3 separate regions of the Sus scrofa genome follow, and all the other regions are linked to region 3. Evidence: chromatin contacts called from public Hi-C and HiChIP or PLAC-seq data. All regions are on one chromosome and are shown on one strand. The core of a region is the stretch at or near the end of the contact, and the rest is flanking DNA. Distances in the headings are between cores, read along the strand shown.

The links. Hi-C and Micro-C count contacts between places; a contact is called where the count stands out from the background. HiChIP or PLAC-seq counts read pairs in DNA pulled down with a chosen protein or histone mark.
Region 1: a contact with region 3 is called in an H3K27ac HiChIP or PLAC-seq map of alveolar macrophages. The contact joins two enhancer-like sites. A contact is called at or near these places in 1 of 47 Hi-C or Micro-C datasets (embryonic fibroblasts) and 1 of 2 datasets of contacts at active chromatin or transcription factors (alveolar macrophages).
Region 2: a contact with region 3 is called in a Hi-C map of retroperitoneal adipose tissue, with 2.9 times the contacts expected there. The contact joins the promoter of AOX2 here to the enhancer-like site in region 3. A contact is called at or near these places in 12 of 47 Hi-C or Micro-C datasets (alveolar macrophages, brain, embryonic fibroblasts and 9 more) and 1 of 2 datasets of contacts at active chromatin or transcription factors (alveolar macrophages).

Annotation. Positions count from the first base shown.
Region 1 is chr15:104,145,604-104,148,880 of Sscrofa11.1, forward strand. The region is part of intron 9 of SGO2 (shugoshin 2); the gene reads left to right. Among named protein-coding and RNA genes, the nearest start is that of AOX1, 11 kb to the right of the region's middle. Within about 2 kb of position 1,603, at least 4 of the 83 cell types and tissues checked have an H3K27ac peak or open chromatin away from gene starts, as enhancers often do. A contact at or near this core is called in alveolar macrophages, where this site is marked.
Region 2 is chr15:104,409,092-104,412,107 of Sscrofa11.1, forward strand. It overlaps AOX2 (aldehyde oxidase 2), which reads left to right and starts at 1,596. Exons shown (of 35, transcript NM_001308472.1): 1 at 1,596-1,687. The coding sequence starts at 1,596.
Region 3 is chr15:103,597,535-103,600,616 of Sscrofa11.1, forward strand. No RefSeq gene overlaps it. Among named protein-coding and RNA genes, the nearest start is that of MAIP1, 20 kb to the left of the region's middle. Within about 2 kb of position 1,382, at least 17 of the 83 cell types and tissues checked have an H3K27ac peak or open chromatin away from gene starts, as enhancers often do. A contact at or near this core is called in alveolar macrophages, liver and retroperitoneal adipose tissue, where this site is marked.

The DNA of each region.
Region 1 (3,277 bases), core at 353-2,852, 550 kb after region 3:
CTGTGGGTCTGGCGTTGGCCAGCGGCTGCAGCTCCGATTAGATCCCTAGCCACAGGAGCAGCCTTAGAAAAGGCAAAAAGCCAAAAAGTAAAAAAAAAAAAAAAAAAAAATTCCTATCTGAATTAGTTTTGAACACTAGTATTGATGAAGCATGTAGTGTTGATTTAAAGAAATGTGTTTATTCTTCAAAAAGGCTTAAAAGGTTTTTTTGTTTTCTGATTTGCACCCCATTATTTTTCACCCTCATTTATTTATTCTACTTTGTTCTTAGAGGAATTCAAAGTGGTTTATATGTCCTTTAGCCTCAAAGAATAACAGTCTTTTTTCTTCCTTTTTCAAACTTTAAACATAGCCCAACAAAGAGGGAATAATACTCCTCCAATCCTTTATCCATCCCTAACTTTGACACTTATCAATATTTTGCCATATTTACTTCCACTCTCCTTTTTTTGTTTTTTTAAAGCAAATCCGTACTATTGAGTAGTTTAATTCCTAAAACAGTTCTATATATATATCTCTAGAAAATGAGAACTTAACAAAACTGGACAACAGTAATCATAACTAACAAAATTATCAACAATTCCTCACTGTCATCTAATAGAAAATCCTATTCGCATTGCCTTGATTATCTCAAAAAAAATGCCCAAATGCCTTCTACACATTCAAAAATCTTATTTTTTTTTTTAGGCATAGGTGAAGTGGCTATTTCAAAAGAGCTGATTATATTTGAAATGATATTTTCAAAAGGACAGAGAGAAATATCCTCAAATTTTCTCTTTGCATTTTTTTCACTGTTTGCTTCTTCCTTTTTTTCTTTTCTTTTCTTTTTTTGGCTGTCTGTGGCATGTGAAAATTCTTAGGCCAGGTATCAAACTCGCACCACAGCAGCAACCTCAGCTGCTACAGTGACAGCTCTGGATCCTTAACCTGTGTGCCACAAGGGAACTCCAGCTGCTGGCTTTCATAAAATTAAAGACACTGATCCTTTTGACAGATATTTTAAAACATTAACCAGCAGGCGGCAACAGTGCAAAGGACGGTGGAAGAGAAGCCAGTTAAAAATGAAGGACAAAGGCCTTTTTAAAACCAGCTTTACTGAGCCATGTGTTTCATCCATTTAAAGTGTACAAGAAAGTGGTTTAGTAGATTCACAGATATGCACACCATCACCACAGTTAATTTAAGAACATTTCTTAATTTCAAAAAGAAACCTCATGCCTTTTAGCTATCATTGCTCTATCGCTCAGCCCTAGATCATCAACCGTTCACCTACTTCCTATTTCTGTAGACTTCCTTTTCAGACATTTCATATCAATGGAATCATATAATACTTGGTAGTTGTGATTGGCTTCTTGCACATAGCAAAATCTTTTCAAGGTTCATGCCTATTGTAACATGTATGAGTGATATTTCACTCCTATTTATAACTGAATAAGATATTCCATTGTATAGATTCATCACATTTTATTTACCTAGTCTGTTGATGGTCATTTAGTTGTTTCCACTTTTAGGCTATTATGAATAATGCTGCCATAAACATTTGGGAGTTCTCATGTGTACATATATTGTCATTTCTCTTGGGTATATGCCGAGTTGTAGAATTGCTGAGTCATAAGGTAATCATTTGAGGAACTTCTGGACTGTTTTCCAAAGCCACTGTACCGTTTTACATTCCTACCAACAATGTATAATTTCTCCATGTCCTCACCAACACCCGTGTTACTGATTTTTTTGATGATTCTAGCCATACTGGTGGGTGTGAAGGGCTATCTTATTGTGGCTTTAATTTGCATTTTTCTGATGACTAATGATGTTATATATCTTTTCAAGTGCTTATTGGCCACTTGTGTATCTTCTTTGGAGAAATGTCTATTCAGATCCTTTGCATTTTTTCTGTTGGGTTATCTTTTTCCTGTTAAGTCATAACTTAAACTTTTTATTTTGAACTAATTTTAGATTACCAAAAGTTGTAAAAATAGGAAGAGGTATTTTTATATACTCTTCACCCAACCTTTTCTACTTCTAACATCTTACATACCCATAGTACAGTTATCAAAACTAGAAAATTAGCATTGGTATAATATAAGATCTGGGCACTAGGTATTCTTACTGGTTATATTGTGTTTACTAGTTATCTGTTGTTGTATGACAATATTACCATAAACATAGCTTAAAGCAATACGTATTTATCACCTCTTGGTTTTTGAGGGCCAGAAACCTGTCCTTAGCCAAATTGGGTGCTCTGCTTAGTATCTCACAAACCTGTAATCAAAGTGTTATCAAGGCTGGCTCTCATTGGGAGGCTCTCTGGGGGGAGAATCTGCCACCAAGGTCACACAGGTTGTTGGCAGAATTCATTTCCTTCTGGTTATAGGACAGAGGGCTCCAGCTTTTTGCTCTTGGCTGGAAGCTGTCCTCAGCTCCTAGAGGCCACCCTTAGCTCCCTGCAACAGTGGCCTTCCAATATGGCCACTTAACTTCAAAACCAGCTGTAGAGTCTCTAGAGCAAATCCTCTAGCAGGGTGGAGTGTTACATAATGAAATGTAATCTCAAAAGTGAGACATCACATCACTTTTGCCATTTCTACTGGTTAGATGCAAGTCACAGCTCTTGTCTACACTCGAGGAGAGAGTAATATACAAGGGCATAAACACCAGTAGGCAAGGATCATGGATGGGTCATCCTTAGAATCTACAATCAATGTTAACCCCTGTCAGCAGACAGAGCTAGGAAATCTATGTATGTATCCTAATCCATGCATACGCACACCTTTATATTTATCTACCTGTAGATATAGTAAAGACCACGAATTTATACTGAAATCTCTGATTCCCGTTCAACATCACAGGATTCATTTTAGCTTTGCTTATCCATAATTTCTTTCTTCATTGGTAAGTAGCCTGGCTCTCATTATCTATTATTCATTCATTCATTCATTCAGTTCTAGGACACACATAAAGTAGTTTCAGAATTGCTGACCCCATATCCCTATGAGAAAAGTTTTACTAACTCCATCATAACATTTAGATATAGATCTTTTTGTTTTAGGTTCGTTCTTTTCTCTTCAGCCTCCTTCAACATAATTGTGCTATTCATTTCTGTTTGTATTCCATTTTATTCTACATCTTGGTAGGTTTTGTGAAACATTTGGTAAAATGTTGGTAAATATTTTCAAATGCAAAAATCACAATAAATACTAAGAGTACTGACAATCCAACTGCCGTCTTTTTCTTTTTGGATTGGGAATGGTATACAGCAGGTATATCACAGCTTCTG
Region 2 (3,016 bases), core at 346-2,845, 810 kb after region 3:
CTTGTTCCATTAGCCTAGGCTTTGGAACCTCCTTGCTCTATGTTCTGTCCCACATCCCTTCTGATTCATAAGCCCGGGAGGAAGCGGCTGCAGCCAGAACAGGGAATAAGTCAAGGGCTAGAGGAAATACGGACTGTGTGGTAGGGGTAGAGTCAGCTAGATAATACAAATATTATCCAACCACATTCTCATCAAATGCTTTCAAAGGACTTGGGATAGGAGTAAGGGCAGGCAGAGGAGGCTGCTTCTGGCAGTGATAGCAGCCCCCTGGAGATCCAGAGAGCAGCTGAATTGCAATATCTCAACTTGGAAACAGCTTCCTGCACTTTTTTTATTCTTTGAGGGCTACACAAGTTCATGTTTTTCTTCTGGGGAGAAAGAAGAATGTCACATGAACAGCCCACTGTAGCTCCCCTCCCTCTGTTGCATCAGAATGGTTGTAGATATTGGCAGGACACCCAAAGACAAAGTCACAGGAAACAAGCAAATAAGAAAGACGCACCAAGGAAGGCCCCTCCATGGTTCAAGAGTGCTAAATCCCCCACTTTTCTTTCTTTCTTTCTTTCTTTTTTGTTTCCTTTTTAGGGCCGCACCCGTGGCATATGGAGGTTCCCAGGCTAGGGGTCCAAGCAGAGCTGCAGCCACCACAGCCACAGCAACACCGGATCCTTAACCCACTGCGCGAGGCGAGGGATCGAACCCGAAACCTCGTGGTTCCTAGTCAGATTCGTTTCCGCTGTGCCATGATGGAACCCCAAAATCTCCCACTTTTCAAGTTGAGGGAGGCAGGAATTCTCGTGTTCCTCCAGAACCTCCGTGGGTTCCAAGCTGGGCTCACAAAGCATACCATTAACCATGCTGCCATGAGGGGATTGGCATCCTCGGGGGCTACACCAGGGTGGCAGCACTTCCCCTGCTTCCCCTTTCTGCCACCAATTCTTGGGATCCCTGATATTATCAAAATGTGCTCCCCACAGGAGTTGTCTCAGAAGTGCCAGAATATTAATTCTTGGAGTTCTCACTGGGGCACAGTGGGTTAAGAATCCAACAGCAGCAGCTCTGGTCACTGTGGAGGCACAGGTTCGATCCCCAGCCTGGCACAATGGGTTAAAGGATCTGGTGTTGCCATAGCTGCAGCATAGGTCTCAGCTGTGACTCGGATTCGATCCCCGGCCCAGGAACTTCCATATGCCAAGGAGGCAGCCTTTAAATAAAAAAAATTAAAAAAAAAAGAATTGAAACTCTTCCTACTCAAGCTTCTTCTCTCAAGAACCCCCTGACACACACACACACACACACACAGCATCCAAGTCCTTCCCCAATTTGAAACATTTCAAGAGTACAAAAGCCTGACGTGGCTGAGTGGGAAGACTCCACAAAATTAGATAGTGGAGCAAACATGAAGAATGAAACTCCCAGGGCATCTTACACTGTGGTGGTTCCCAGCTCTCATCATGTAGATGAGCGTTGTTGCACAGTTGCTCGGCGAGTCTCCTACTCTATGAACATATGCAAAAGTTGCCTTTAGAGCACACACAAAAAAAGAGGCAAATGAATGCCGGCCACGGCAGGCATTCCGCTGGGTCACCCACTCCATGCCCACCATCATCTCTTTTCTGTTGCTAACGCAGGTGATCGAGAGGAATGCGGACCCAGAAGTCACGCTGCTGACCTTCCTACGAAAGAACTGGACCCTTTTGATCCATCTTGGCCATGTCTTATGTTTGCCTTAAAATTTAGGCCAGCTGAGATTATCAGAATTAATCCGATCTTTCCACCCCCCACAGCCAGGCCCCTTGGCTCTTGCTCTCTAATTGCTTTTGGAACTGGTTCTAAGCATATTAAGTTAATTGAGCTATTTGGAGAGGATAAAGTTTCCCCAGAGTTTCCTTATATCTCGATTTAATAGCCATGAAATAGAAGCTAAGCTCTTTACTTCAGGACTAATTATTCTTTTAAGGGCCTTCTGATCCCCAAGAGAGTGATTATGCAATAGAGGTTTGTGTTGCACATCCCCTGCCCTGGAGGACAACCAAGATCTCCAGATTCAGGGAGAGCACCTGTCGTAAGAAAAGATTGCCTTTCTCGACATCTGTTTTCTCACCGCAGATTTCCCCCCACCATTCTATACTCTGAAATGTAGATCTTCATGATGGCAAACCTATCTTAATTGGTAAATCGAATGGATCTCGCAGAGAAGCCCCCCCAAAAGATAGAAATTACAAGCTTTATTGGAAAGCCTACACAGCTTTTAATTTATGGTGACTGTTTGAAAATTAGGAAATCTCATATTTAAAAAATAGGAGTTTCTCATGCAACAAGGGGAAGATAGTCCTTCCTGCCTGGCAGCGGTCTTGCTTAGAGCTGAGTGGGGGACTGTCGGTCACCACCCACTCCCCTGTCGTCTAAAGTGGAGCACAAGCTCTCCAGTTATACCCAACCCACTCCACTCATTCACAGACCTCTCTGATAAGCATTTATGGTTATGACCTAACTTCAGTGAACAAGCTATATGGCTTTGAAAAAAAAAAAAGAGTCAATGATTCTGAAGTGTTTGTAGCCAGTCTAGGTAGTTACATCCAATCCATAAACTGGGTGGAAATAGACCACAATGAGGGAGAAGGATGGCTAAAGAGAGGGGGCAGAGGCTGAGGCTTGCGATTGGACCAAACAGGAGCAAAGGTGGGATTTGAAAATAAGGATGGATGGAGTTCCTGTCGTGGCACAGAGGAAACAAATCCGACTAGGAAAGATGAGGGTGGGTTAAGGATCCAGTGTTGCCATGAGCTGCGGTGTAGGTCACAGACACGGCTCGGATCTGGCCTTGCTGTGGCTCTGGCGTAGGCCGGCAGTTATAGCTCCAATTAGACCCCCTATCCTGGGAATCTCCATATGCCGAGGGTACAGCCCTAAAAAGACAAAAAGACAAAAAAAAGAAAAAGAAAAGAAGGATGGGGGTTTTCTCTGAGGGCTCACTCACTTGGTATCAAATGCAGTACAAATTACTGGGCAAAAC
Region 3 (3,082 bases), core at 132-2,631:
TAGATTAATAGGGGGCCCTTATGAAGTCAAAATTGGTCAGCTAAAACCTAATATAGTGTCAGTCTTATTGTAAAATATTATTATTTTGAAATAATAATTTTAAGAAACCTAGATAACATGAGACTTTATGAGAGTTCTTAGTCTTGATAAATCATCTCTCAATGTGGGCAGATTATGCAAATATTGGTGTACCATTCAGGATTAGTTTTGGCTTTCTTAAACAAAAACTTAAAAATCATGATTTAAGTAATATAGAAGCAGTTGATTCTCTTACACATAACACAAGTCCAGAGATAGGATACTTTAGGTTAGGTTTGTATGCTACCACCACAAAGTCCTTGGAGATCCAGCCTCTCTCTAGTCATCACTGCCTTCCTTCCGTAGGGTATGAAGCTGTTCTCATAGCACAAAATGGCTGGTAAAGGTCCAGCCATCATATTCATATTCCAGGCAGCAGAATGAGGCAAGGAAAGAATGAGAAAGTTTATACATCATCTGTCTTTTAAGAAGCTTTCTGAGAGGTCACACAAAACACTTCTGTTTAATTTCATTGGCTGGGAGTTAATTATGTGGCTACAAACAGCTTTAGTGGTGCTGGGAAATATAAACATAGTCTTTTAACTGGGTACAATTTATTGCCCTGAACAAAACTTGGGGTCCTAAGGTTAAGGAAGAGCAGGAGACAATTCACAATTTGTCCTGATTGAGTTACTTGAGTCATGAACCAGTGCTGACTCTGGGAAATAGCTGCCAGTCTAGCTTTGTCAGCTTCACTAACTGAGAGAGAGCTTTTAGAGAGCCCGTGTGCTTTCTAACTGGGGTCTGGTAATAATCCCAAACATCGCCTGACAAACTTTTTAAAACTAACTGTAATAGAGCACCCAGAGAAGACTTGGAATCCAGAGCTGTTTAAGGATGCACCAAACAGTGTGTCCAGACCTCTGAGGGTTGGCTTTCTGTTGTTTACCTCACACACATTCCAGCCTGGAAGACCCTGGATACAGTTTATCCCATCTTCAAAAATAGAATCCTCCTCCTGACTGCCCCCTTCCATTTCATAAACCCATCAGTCTGGTAGACATCTATCAAATTTTACTTTGTTTACTGGCTCGATAAATTACAACTCTGGCTCAGGTTTCTGTGAGAAATCCAGCAGAAACGGAGGAAGAATTAGATTATCGATTCCTTTTATGGGCCTTTCCTTGGCCTCTGACGTGAGTGCAGAGTAGCCACGGGCAAGGCTGGTACACTACTGCCCTCTTCCCCACCTCCTGGCTTTATTGATTCTTGAAATACGTGTTGCAATATTGCATTGTACTCAGGGCAGCTGAAAGGCTCCAACAGAGAGCAAAATGGAGCTGTGTTCTGGTCTCCTTCCTTTTAAACTTCCGTTTTATGGCACTGCATTTGAATAACCCCCATGCTACAGGAAGACATAATGTGGTTTATCTGAAACCGGAAGTAAGCAGATCCATTAACTGACCTTGCTAACTAATTCATTTCTAAGGAAGAGACGCACTATTATTGCTTCCTAAAGGAAGCAATGATATTAAAACCAACTTAAAATGTATTTCACAGAACAAATCATATATTTTGGTTATTGTCAAGTACTTAGAGGCAATATTTTTTCCCAGGGAGTACACCAGGAAGTAGGGCTGCCCAAAGTAAGCTGTCTGTGGGGCCTTATTGGGATTTTATTTGCATCCCTATCTCCCTCCCCACCTCTACTGTCTGTCTTCCCATCCTTTCTGTTTCTTAGTCCCATCAAGGCTGTCCCTGCCTTGACACCTTCACAGGAACTGTTCCTTTGCCAGCCAGCCTCCTTGCTCAGATCTTCAATGGCTGGTCACTTTTCGCCATTCAGGTCCAGTTTAAATGCCCCTCCAGTGAGGAAACGTTCTGCTCATCCACTCTAAAGTGCCTAACCCATCACTCTGTATCTGCCACACTGCTCTATTTTTATCACAGCCTTTACTGTCACCTAATAGTTTCCAGTTTATTTATGCTTTTATTGCCTGGCATCCCTCCACTAGGATGGGGGCTTTCAGTGTCTACGTAGCTCTTCATCGTATATAGCAAAATATCCTCCACCTCACTAATGTTCGGTCTAAGGGCTGAGTTTCTCAGCCTTGGCACTATTAACATTTGAGGTCACATAATTCTTTGATGTAGGGGCTGTCCCAGAACTGTAGAATTTTTAACAATATTGCTGGCTTCTCTAGCTATGACAGCCAAAAATATCTGTAGACATAACCAAATTTCCCACAGGGAACGAAATCACCTGTCCTTGAGGAACGCTGGTTTAGGGTGTTGAAGGTTTGGTATTCAGGAGGCAATATTGTCTCAGAGTAATAATAGCTGTATTCTGTTGAATGTCTACAGACTTTGGGCACCGTTCAAGGGGTTTAACAGTTAATTTTTACAACAACCCTAACAATACGTATTATTGTTATCCTCCTTTTCCAGATAGGGAAACTGAGGCACAGATTGATGGCTAAACCTAAGTTCACGCCATTAGTAAGTGGGAAGCCAGCCACTGGAAGCCCATGACAGGCTCCAGAACTCTGCGTTAACACTAGTGGACCCTGATGTGGGAATCTCATTGCCTCTGGTGGCAGAAACTGGGCATCAGGTGGGCTACCCATCCCCCTAACCCACCCAGCCATTCATTCTGTGACCACAGGCAAGGGACAACTTTCCTCTCCAAGCCTCAGTTACCTCAGTAACTAAAGACGATAAGAACTTCATGCAGAGCTGTTTTGGGAACGGACTGCAACGGCGTACCTGAATACTTAGTCTGGTTTCTGGCACATACCAAGTCCTGAATTCATATCTCCTCTCCTTCCTTTGCCCTTGAATCCAAGCTCCAAGCAGGTTTTAAAGACCCCAGTCAGACAAGCCCATGGGGAAATCTAACCTTTAAACAATCTGCAGGGTTTACTGCCGTTGACCGGGAGAGGAGAAAGCCGTCCCCTTAGAAACAGCCATCTAGTCTGGCATCTCCTCCTCTGCTAATGACCAATCGCACAGACCATCAGCACTTTCTCATTAAGCCAAATGGGGCTTTTAAATCTGTACTGAT